Linked DNA regions of Mus musculus: all the other regions are linked to region 1. The links are chromatin contacts, called in public Hi-C maps. All regions are on one chromosome and are shown on one strand. Each heading gives the region's core, a stretch centred on a gene start, on an enhancer-like site or on the middle of the called end of the contact. The rest is flanking DNA. Distances are from core to core; before and after follow the strand shown.

Region 1 (3,417 bases), core at 630-3,129:
ACATCTTTCACAGTTTTCCTTCCCCAGAGGTTTACATTTTGACACCATTTTTCTTGCTTGGTGTGTGTTTTGCACCTTTGGATTGTTTTGATGTTTGTCCTTCACCTCCTCAGCTTCAGTTCCACTGTAGTTAGGAAACCTTTCCTCCAGCTGGCACTTTTTTTCCCTGAATGCCAGCCGAAGTTGTCTAGGTGTGAAGTGTTGCTTTTTCTTTCTGTATGCATCTTAGTGGCACACTAGTGATAAGCTCCCAGTGAGCTGCTAACAGGCTTTTCTGTCTCTTGCATTACCAGGCAGAATGCACTGTTTAGATTCAAGGTCACCTGAAAAATCACAGTGAAGCCAGGCCGAGTGAGCTGAGATAACAAGCTAGCTACATTTGATTCACCTTAGCACCCTGTCCAGGATGTCCAATTTCCTTCTTCCTTACAGAGACTCAGATCTGCTCTCATTAGGAGGTCATGGCCTCGCCATCTGAATTACTTACTGTCTTTGTAATGGTTTGTGATTTTTGCCTTGACAAAAACCTGTTTGTCTCCAAGTTCCTTTCATTGTAACTTTTGGATTTGGTATTCATCCTCAGCAAGCTTACTATTTTAAATACCATTATAACTCTATAAATAATGAAGTAAATCAGACACACTGTAGAAATCCAGAAGGTACTAAACATACCTCTTGTGCCCAAGTCAGGGTTAAGGAGCCATTAACAACCTTTGTCCTCCTTTGCATCCCTCATCTGATGCTCTGAACTGATGATCCTCCTCCAGTCTCTTCCTGACCTGTAGGGGCTCTTCTTCCTTTCAAGTTCTTTCCTTCTCAGCTCGTCTTCCTTTGTTACTAGGTACCCGGTGGCCTAAGGTCCTTTGGCCATTCCACTCTTGTTTTTCTATGTCTGAGATGTTCATAAAATGACCTGAACAGTTTTACATTTCATTGCTTTATAGATGCATTCCAATTGACATAAAAAACTTAGTTCATTTCTTACTGCCTCTGTTACCTTTGCATGTTGAGTAAGAGTCAGTTTTGCTGAGAGATAACTAGGCTTTTTTGTCTTTGGCAAGTGGTGCGTAATGCTCGCACATGGTATCGTAATCAAGTGTGTGAGTTGATTTGCGATAGGCACCAGAAAGTAGGGGCTCAGAGGATCTAGGTTCAGGTATTGCTTTGGGGTCCAAAAGTTACAGCTTGATACCTCCCACCCTGTTTCCCTTAATTTTTATCTAGTGGCCTCCAGTTGGCCTGTGTGAGTTTGATGTAAAATTTATTTATTACTTTAATTTCTAGTGAAGTTGAGCATCTTTCATCACTCTGATATCCTGTTCTTTGAATCTTTTCTTCGTATGCTCTACATTTACTTTTTGTATTTTCCCTTTATATTGATTTCTGGCACTTTTTATAGTTTGTGCATTAGTGTTTTGAGAACTAAGCATTACAATTACTTTTCTAATCTTTGTTACACTCAGTTCTGTTAGTGTTTTAGTTTGTTGCTTGTATCTATAGTTGATGTTGAGTGTCAGCCTGATAGATTGAGCCAAGCCTAGGACCTCAGTAACAAGCACTTCTGGGTGTTTCTTTCCAGAGTGGATTAACTGAGGGCAGAGCTGCCCTGACTGTGGACTGTACCATTCAGAGACTGAGAGGCAGATAAAGTGAATGTGGGAACGAAAATCAGGTGTACACAGCTGTAATCCCAGTACTCCGGAGGTCAGGAGTTAAAGGTGCTTTTGGCCTACACAGAAGAGCCCTGTTTTCAAATTTTGGGGATTGAGAATGTACTCCAGTGGTAGAGTGTTAGCATAGCATGTGCAGCCTTGGGCTAGATCTCTAGAGTTGCACTTCACCCAACTCCAGCAAGAAGGGGGCGGAAACCTGAGGGTGGAGGTACTGTGGGAAGCCTGTTGGCATAGACAGACATCCTGTCTTTCTGTTTCCTGACCACTGATATGACACCATGATAAGAGTTTCTCTCCTGTGTCACGTCCTCCTGCCCCAAGTCAGAGGGAATCCCTCTTTAAAATGATTTCTGCCATGTATTTTTAGTGGTGGAAAAAGCCTGTTAAGACCGTGAGTTTTATTTGTGTTGTTTCTATTCTCTGGGCTGATTTGGTTTGTCTTCCTTCATGTCAGAATCACACTGTTAAATGAGAACAGTTCTAATGTGTCTTTGAAATTTAATAAAGTGAACCTTCTCTGAAACTTTCAGGTCAGCTTATCAAGTTTCAAACATCCTTCCAAAATAATCTAATATCAAGCAATTTCTAACAACTCTTGGAATTATGATTGGAACCTCACTGAATTTACAGTTTTCAGTGCGGTAACAGTCATCTGTTCCTTTATGTACTTTTAAATGTCTTCTGGTACAGTTGATGGCTTTCATAGACATAATCTTTAGATTTACTCTTGTTACTGTAGCTCTGGCTGGCCCAGAACTTGCTGTATAGACTAGGCTGGCCTCAAGCTCAGACATCCACTTGCCTTTGCCTCCAAAGTGCTGGAATTATAGGTGTTGCCACCATGCCCCATTTCTAGTTCCACCTCCCCATTTTTGTCCCCCCCAAAACTTTTAATTCAAAAAATAGGTTCTTTCGGGTATCCTCTGTTGATAAGCCTATAATTAGCAAATGCTGCATTAATGCTGCCCAAGTCTGTTCCTTTTAATTTTTCTTGTACTAACAACATTGAAGCCCTTCCTTGTTCTTGGTCATTTTTATGCTAGTGTGTGGAAGAGAGGTAGATTTGATTTTTAAGGACCAAAAAGTCTTAACTATAGTCCTTATAAAGGTTAAATATCTAGTTCCAACAAGCAACCTCTTATAGGGTAGACACTTTGTTCCTTTGTAGTCTTGTTAGTTGTACTGACATGTGAAGATCACTTTCATGTCAGCTGAAAGATTAATTTATAAGAATGGCTTTGATATATATATATGTGTGTATATATATATATATATATATATATATATATATATATATATATATATACACGCACACACACACACACACATATCCCTTCTTAATGGGGCTTCTGAGGGAGGCTATTCAGAACTGGAAATGTACTCAGTATTTAATATATTTCTGTAACTGAAACTACTGTAACTGAAACTACTCTGTTTGGATGCTTACGGTAACCTGAATCCTTCTTGATGTGTGAGTTGTCTTATACTTTGTTATAACATGGCTTAAGAGAATAACTTGATAAACCACTTTATACTTCATGCTGTTTCCTTCATCAGTAGAAGTATCATCATACCTTACCATCTAAATGGCTACTAGAATTAAGTAATTCCCAGAAGGCATTCAGAAGCGTCTGATCCCTGGGATTGGCCGTCTATGGGCTGCCACCTACTGCCTTTCTGGAAATTTCTTTAAATTCTAGAAAGATACTAGTACAACTGCATTTCCAGCCCTATAGTAACTCTT
Region 2 (3,691 bases), core at 1,110-3,609, 130 kb before region 1:
CTCCTCCTCCTCCTCCTCCTCCTCCTCCTCCTCCTCAATCCCTTGCCTTCAGGCAGCTGAGATGGATGCATCTGGGGAGGCAGCCAAATGAATTGACACCAGGAGTAATGTTTTAAGAGCAGCTGGAGCAGGAGAACAAGTTGGAAGGGCTGGGATAAATGTTTTTAGAACAAATTAAGCTAAGGTTAGGTAAAAAATCTCTTAAAGGGGCTGGGAGCCTGAGGAAATGGCTCAGTAGCTAAGAGAACTTACTGCTCTGGCGGAGGTCTGCAGTTTGGCTCCTAACACCTACAAATGCAGCTCACAGCCACCTGTAACACCAGCTCAAGGGGCTCTAACGCCATCTTCTGGCCTCTGCAGGCACTGCACATACAGGTACATACCCAATTACACACACACACACACACACACACACACACACACACACACACAAAATTAAAAGTAAAAATAAAATCTTAAAAACAAAACAAAGTTCAACATCCTTAATTATCAGGGAAATGCAAATCAAAACAACCCTGAGATTCCACCTCACACCAGTCAGAATGGCTAAGATCAAAAATTCAGGTGACAGCAGATGCTGGCGAGGATGTGGAGAAAGAGGAACACTCCTCCATTGTTGGTGGGATTGCAAGCTTGTACAACCACTCTGGAAATCAGTCTGGCGGTTCCTCAGAAAATTGGACATAGTACTACTAGAGGATCCAGCAATACCTCTCCTGGGCATATATCCAGAAGAGGTTCCAACCGGTAAGAAGGACACATGCTCCACTATGTTCATAGCAGCCTTATTTATAATAACCAGAAGCTGGAAAGAACCTAGATGCCCCTGAACAGAGGAATGGATACAGAAAATGTGGTACATCTACACAATGGAATACTACTCAGCTATTAAAAAGAATGAATTTATGAAATTCCTAGGCAAATGGATGGACCTGGAGGGCATCATCTTGAGTGAGGTAACCCAATCACAAAGGAACTCACACAATATGTACTCACTTATAAGTGGATATTAGCCCAGAAACTTAGAATACCCAAGATATAAGATACAATTTGCTAAAAGCATGAAACTCAAGAAGAACGAAGACCAAAGTGTGGACACTTTGCCCCTTCTTAGAAATGGGAACAAAACACCCATGGAAGGAGTTAGAGACAAAGTTTGGAGCTGTGACGAAAGGATGGACCATCTAGAGACCGCCATATCCGGGGATCCATCCCATAATCAGCTTCTAAACGCTGACACCAATGCACACACTAGCAAGATTCTGCTGAAAGGACCCAGATATAGCTGTCTCTTATGAGACTAGGCCGGGGCGTAGCAAACACAGAAGTGGATACTCACAGTCAGCTATTGGATGGATCACAGGGCTCCCAATGGAGGAGCTAGAGAAAGTACCCAAGGAGCTAAAGGGATCTGCAACCCTATAGGTGGAACAACATTATGAACTAACCAGTACCCCGGAGTTCTTGACTCTAGCTGCATATGTATCAAAAGATGGCCTAGTCATCCATCACTGGAAAGAGAGGCCCATTGGACTTGCAAACTGTATATGCCCCAGTACAGGGGAACGCCAGGGCCAAAAAGTGGGAGTGGGTGGGTAGGGGAGTTGGGGGGGAGGGTATGGGGGACTTTTGGGATAGCATTGGAAATGTAAATGAGGAAAATACCTAATAAAAAATATTAAAACAAAACAAATCAAAAACGAACTAAGGTTGGTTGTTGTAACCAAAGGGGCAGGCGAAAGTCCTAACAGATTAGGAGCAAGAGTCAAGCAGAGGCCGATGGGAAAAGGTAAGGAAGGGGACCCTAGACTGGTAAGCTCATCAGAGTCTACGCGGATTGTTCACATATGCACAGAGAACGGGTCAGCCTGGCCAGAGTCAGCCTGGCCAGAGAGCGAGATGGTTGCTAGGTAACCATACCTTCGCTTTATCGGATTTCTCCATCCATCATATTTATTTGAGAAACAAAGGTCCAGACAGAGAGTGAGAAACAGACTCTCAGATGTGACCCCCGTTGCCTCAGAACCAGGACTCCTATTCTGGTTCCTTCTAGAGTCATTTGAGGAATGAAGCAGTGACATCTATACTTTTGGCCATATACAAAGCAGGCGACAAGAGCCCACAACACTTCATGTGAATATAAAATTAATGCCTCTTTAAACTTTCTCCTAATTCTTGTCTCCTTAATTGTAATGTGTGTGTGTTTACTTAAGACTCTCTCTTTCGTGGAGAAAAAGTCTCGCTTAACTAGAACAGAGCAAAAGAAGAACTCCATTCATATAGCTACCCTAGGGAAGGACAGGAAGTTGCAGCTTCCAGGGACCGGCGGAAGCAGGTACAGCAGGAACCAGCAGATGAGAGAGCACAGCGCAACCCCTCCCCTTGTTCTGAGACCGCTTTCTCACAGGACTATCATCGCTATGAGTAGGTCCAGAGAACTTCCTGTTTTCACCACCAAAGTAGAAATGAGTCACTTTCTCTGCTTCAAGCTAATAAAAGTCCCCAGGAAGGATTTGGTTGGGCTATCTAGGTTTCACGCCTTCCGTGGTTTGCCCCACCAACACCCACGGTAAAGCGCGATTCATCAGTGTGACTCTGATGGTTGATCATGACTGTTAACCTGGGCAGAATTTAGAATCATCATGGAAACAGACTTCTGGGTGTATCTGTGAGGAATCTGCTAGATTATGCTGATTGAGGAGGGAAGAACCTCCCTCAATGTAGATGGCACCGTTCCATGGGCTGGAATCCAGGAATGAACGGGAAAAAAAGAGAAAGCCAGCTGACCAGCAGGCTTCAAGGCTCTGCTTACTGCCTGGGTATGCCACTGGCATCTGACTGCCTATGTCCCACTGATGCTGCCAACACACGTACCTTCCTTCCAGCCACGATGGACTACGTCCCTTCAAACTGTGAGCCAAAACCAACATTTCTTTTCTTAAGTTGTGCTTGTCAGGAACTTCGGAACCAACAATACCTAAAGTGACTGAGACAGCAGCAGAACTGGGAGGGGTGTGGCCTGGAGGCGGGGCTTGATAATGAAGCTGCAGCCCCCAGGAATGATTGACAGCCTTTTCTGCTTACTTAGTTCCTGCTCTCCTGGGACTGGTTTATGTCCCAGGAGAGCAAATGATTACAAAGCAAGTCTGCCTCTCAGGATTTGTCTCTTCTTCAAAGAAGAAGAGCTTTTTTGCCACACTGGGAGAGGCACAGGTCTATCAGCAGCGCCATGTTTTTGAACTCACCAACCTCTAGGACCTTGAGCAGTAATAAACCACACATACACACACACATTGCCCAATCTCAGGAATACCACTTTAGTAGAAACTGCAGGAAGACAATGACTAACCCTGTGAAGGAAGTATTGGAGTTAGTAGACAGACGCTTCCCTCTATACCATGGGTAAGTGGTTGGCTAAGTGATGGGTTGAGTGGCTGGCTGGGTGAATGGGTGGGTGGTCTAGTAGTGGTTATATAAAGAGAAACCGTGTTTAAAGAGGAGAGTGCTGTGACCAGATGTCTGTCATTTAGGACCAGACAAGCCCTGCTCCATCTCCTCTGCATGGGTCTCTCTTTCCCTTGCCACTTATTATCCACAGCCAGAGAGGATGTGGAGGATGGGCCAAGTCCTCTGGATGGCAGATCTACTGATGCTTCCCATTTCCTCCTTTGTGCAAGCTTAATATTTTCCA
Region 3 (3,810 bases), core at 288-2,787, 150 kb before region 1:
GTACCACAAGGGATAGAACGTAATAGTTTGTGTTCTCCAGCCAGAAGGACACTGTTAAAGACTGTGTGTGTGTGTGTGTGTGTGTGTGTGTCCCAGAGTGTGTCTCCACAGCAGGCATGATCTCTGTATCTTGGGCCGATTCCGAGCCTCATTTCTCTAACTCCACCCAGGCCAGGCCTCTGTCGGGAAGAAGGGACTTTGTATAGATGAGAAAGAAAGCTTGATCTAATTGTTATGTGATGTCGTGCCAAATCCAACTCCACACTCTCTGAAACTGAGTCAGAGTGTCGTGACCCCAGAAGGGTTGAGTGGTGGCATACCGCCATGTTCAGAGATGGCTGCATTAGCTGTGGCCATAACTCAGGATTGTTGCAAGATAGATGGGGTCGGGAGGACAGGGTGACTGTCCAGTCTGGACAAACAGTCACTGCCATGAGGTTGAGGGATTTGAGCTGAATCTGTCCCCATTCTGCTGGCAGTGAGCCCGTTGGGTGCTTTCTTGAGGAAAATACAGCCGTGCTTTGTTTAGTTTTACAGTTTGTCCTCCTGTTCCTGTATATGCTTGTGGAAAGGTGTTCCATGTTCTTCCCGTGTTTATATAACACTCCTAGACAAATTACTCTTTAATGTCACTGTCAGAAATAAGTTGCTAAGACTGCACGTGCGCACATCGAGGCAAGCGGGAAGGTTGAAAGCGGAGCTGCCTGCGTGTTTGTTGTGGCTCCGTGGCAGTGCGCCAAGGTATTTTAACAGGGAACTCCAGGATTTGCTAGAGTTAAAAATGCATGGCTTATTTGATCATTTTCCAGAGATGATGAATAGCCAGAGACAGCTAACTAAATAAAGCAATGAGCCTGTGACGGAGAACGCCCTGGCTTACTGTGCTGGGACTCGGGGGAGGAGGCCGCTGACTCACCGCAGGTCTTGTGGATGGATAGATACCACTCCACACAAAACTCCGGAGAGGCAGCTGCTCTCTGGGAACTGCTCGATAGCCCATCAAAGCAGAAGCAGTTTGTGACATGCTGGGACCAAGTCACGTGGCTATGGCATTCCAGAGATCACGCTTTTAGGGAACTGAAGTAAACAATGCAGCTAAACAAAAGGCGTCTCCCTAGAAATGTGAGCTGTGCTTCTGAAGACGATTTCTTAAAGCCTTTACATCTCTGAGACAATGCTGTAGGTAACTCACAAACATTTGTCAGAGCTCAGGCTGCCTAGTACAAATCACCAAGAGGCATGCATGCATGCATGCGGGTGCCAGGCCTGTAGCATGGGGTTTTACCTGTCTTTTTCTCTGTGTTTTCATTTGAGTGTGTGGTGCTGGGGACTGAGGCCAGAGCCTCTCTCACCCCAGCCCCTCATTCATTCTTTTACAACAACCCTATCAGCTTAGAATTGTTAGGTGTGCTTTGCAGATGACATCAGATGAGGATATTAAAGCTAGGAAAGGTTACCTTGCCCCTTGTCATAAAACAAAGACATAACGGCCCCGATTCAGGCTTCGGGCAGATCGTATGTGCTTCTGATGTTAAGAATCTACTTGTTTGTGGATCCCAACCTTGTAACTATCATAAAAGCCCCTATAAATTAGCAACTGCCCAGTGCTAGCACCCACAACAACAAGATGCAAGGCACAATCATTTGAAAGGTCCAAGTGTTTATTTACTGGACCTGAGGAGAAGGTACAGCCTGTCAAAGTGCTTGCCTTTGAGCATGGGAACCTGAGTTCAGATCCTAGCACATAGCACAGAAAAGCTGGGTGTGATCCTACGCTTGACTTTAACCCTAGCACTGTCCCAAGCCAGAGCCAGAGACGTGTTATGTGTTCTGCTAGCGCACAGCCTAGCTCCAAGCTCAGGGAGAGACACTGTCTCAGGAGAGCAAGACCGAGAGTGAGGAAAGAGCAGGACGCTTGACACCCTCTTCCAGCTTACACATTCAAAACACCAACACACATGCACATGCATAAACACACATGCACATAAATGCATGCACGCACACGCACACATACGCACAAAGCTACCTTCTAATTAATTAATTAGTTGATGCTAGGGATTGAACTCTGAGACTCTCGCATACTAAGCACATGTTTGACCAGTGAGATAATCCTGGTAAATGTAAAAGATTTAAAGGAATGGAAACGGTAGTGTGCATGCGGCTAAGTCAAAGACAAGACTGTGAAGTTATCATTTCAAATTCACCCCCATCACTTCCAAGTCCCAATGATCGGATGATCGTTCCTCTTGGAAAAGTTTCTGTACAGGCAGCCTGGATGACCTAAGCCGAGAGAGCATCTGTGACCTGAGGCAGGGGCAAGGAGGCTTAGAGGGAGCACATTAGAGATTTGACATTGCACCACTGCAACCATGTAAGAACTGTTAATGAGAGGTGGGCGTGAGAGCTAGAACCTGTCATCAGCACTCGGGAGGTTGAAGCAGGAGGATCACTCTAAGTTACAGGGAGACCCTGCTTGAAAAGGAAGCAAAACAAGATAAAATCCTGGTGTGTGGGCTACACACCTACTATCCTAACACTTGAGAGGCAAATGTAGGAGGATCACACAAATTCAAGGGCAGCCTGGTCTACAGAGTAAGTTCTAGAGCAGCCTGGGCTACTGCTGTGCAACACTATCATTAGGATGTGTGAACAGCATTTACCTCTTCCAGACAGAGAACCGATGACAGGTGAAAGTGAGCGTACCCCAAAAGTCCAGCCTGGTGAACCCAAGGGTTTTATTCAGGTTATCTTAAGGAGCAGAAATGACTGAAAGCAACTGCATCACCAAAGCCCAGCCCTGCATGGGGACAGCTCACAAAGCTGGGAACCTAGAGCTCACCGCACAGCTGCAGGCAGCACGGGTTGGAGAGTGTCCCTTGTGGGAAGTGTGGGGTGGTGGTCTGAGGGCTTTTCAATGCCCTTCTACTGGTACTTGCCTGAGGAAGGAGAGGCCTAGTGACTCTGGTCTGTTTTGGGAACTTCCTGAAGGCTTTGTTAATTTCCTTTCTTGAAGGAAAGTGTCCTTGTAGGATGGAATGCTTCACCTCCCCTTAGAGCAATCTGCTGGCTCCCCTCCCCCTTTAAAGTCTTGGACCTCAACTGCCTTTTCTCTAAGATGGGAGGATTTAATCTCAGAAGGAACTGCTACACTCTTACACGCGTTCGCGACCGGCCAGGAAAGACTCAGCAAACCAGAATCTTCTGCGGCAAAACTTTATTGCTTACATCTTCAGGAGCAAGAGTGCAAGAGAGCAAGAGCTCTATTGCTTACATCTTTAGGAGCCAGAGCGCAAGAGCGCAAGCAAGAGAGAGCCAGAGCAAGAGTGCAAGAGAGCGAATGGCGAAACCCCGTCCCTTTTTAAGGAGAATTATTCTCCGCCTAGGACGTATTACTCCCTGATTGGCTGCAGCTCATCGGCCGAGTTGTCGTCACGGGGAAGGCAGGGCACATGGGGTGGAAAACTACCCTTGGCACATGCGCAGATTATTTGTTTACCACTTAGAACACAGGATTTCAGCGCCATCTTGCAACGGCGAATGTGAGGGCGGCTCCCCACACTACACAACAGCCACAGAGTGAGTCCCTGTCTCAAAAACAAAACAAAACAAAAATAAAATCAAAGAATAAAACAACAACAAAAACAACAAAAAAATAGAACAAAAAAGGAAAACCAGAGAAGTGTTTTGTAGTATGAACTAAAATTACTCTTATGACCTAAGCCAATAAAAAGATAATTGACCCATTTTAAATATGAACAAAGTTTATCAGTAGTCAACTTAGCAAAAGAAGAATTTGAAATTACCAATTAA

The links. A called contact is a pair of places that touch in the nucleus more often than the background predicts.
Region 2: a Hi-C map of Th1 cells shows a contact between it and region 1, with 2.8 times the contacts expected there. The contact joins two enhancer-like sites. A contact is called at or near these places in 1 of 39 promoter capture datasets (liver), 2 of 15 datasets of contacts at CTCF or cohesin (CD8 T cells and the G1E-ER4 cell line), 26 of 484 Hi-C or Micro-C datasets (the 63-12 cell line, B cells, the C10 cell line and 17 more), 5 of 115 datasets of contacts at active chromatin or transcription factors (CD8 T cells, the HPC-7 cell line, Th17 cells and 2 more) and 1 of 9 other capture datasets (embryonic stem cells).
Region 3: a Hi-C map of the G1E-ER4 cell line shows a contact between it and region 1, with 3 times the contacts expected there. The contact joins two enhancer-like sites. A contact is called at or near these places in 6 of 39 promoter capture datasets (the 3T3-L1 cell line, the C10 cell line, embryonic stem cells and 2 more), 7 of 15 datasets of contacts at CTCF or cohesin (CD8 T cells, the G1E-ER4 cell line, the NIH/3T3 cell line and 4 more), 168 of 484 Hi-C or Micro-C datasets (the 3T3-L1 cell line, 3T3-L1-derived adipocytes, the 63-12 cell line and 94 more), 27 of 115 datasets of contacts at active chromatin or transcription factors (the 230-238 cell line, CD8 T cells, the HPC-7 cell line and 21 more) and 4 of 9 other capture datasets (adipose tissue, embryonic stem cells, liver and 1 more).

What each region holds. Positions count from the first base shown.
Region 1 is chr3:84,847,107-84,850,523 of GRCm38.p6, forward strand. The region is part of intron 1 of Fbxw7 (F-box and WD-40 domain protein 7); the gene reads left to right. All of the region lies in intron 3 of Gm40080 (a long non-coding RNA gene), which reads right to left. Among named protein-coding and RNA genes, the nearest start is that of Gm40080, 30 kb to the right of the region's middle. Within about 2 kb of position 1,880, at least 26 of the 459 cell types and tissues checked have an H3K27ac peak or open chromatin away from gene starts, as enhancers often do. A contact at or near this core is called in CD8 T cells, the G1E-ER4 cell line, the HPC-7 cell line and 5 more, where this site is marked.
Region 2 is chr3:84,712,817-84,716,507 of GRCm38.p6, forward strand. No RefSeq gene overlaps it. Among named protein-coding and RNA genes, the nearest start is that of Gm40079, 30 kb to the right of the region's middle. Within about 2 kb of position 2,360, at least 92 of the 459 cell types and tissues checked have an H3K27ac peak or open chromatin away from gene starts, as enhancers often do. A contact at or near this core is called in CD8 T cells, the G1E-ER4 cell line, the HPC-7 cell line and 5 more, where this site is marked.
Region 3 is chr3:84,695,809-84,699,618 of GRCm38.p6, forward strand. The region is part of intron 6 of Tmem154 (transmembrane protein 154); the gene reads left to right. Among named protein-coding and RNA genes, the nearest start is that of Tmem154, 32 kb to the left of the region's middle. Within about 2 kb of position 1,538, at least 94 of the 459 cell types and tissues checked have an H3K27ac peak or open chromatin away from gene starts, as enhancers often do. A contact at or near this core is called in the G1E-ER4 cell line, where this site is marked.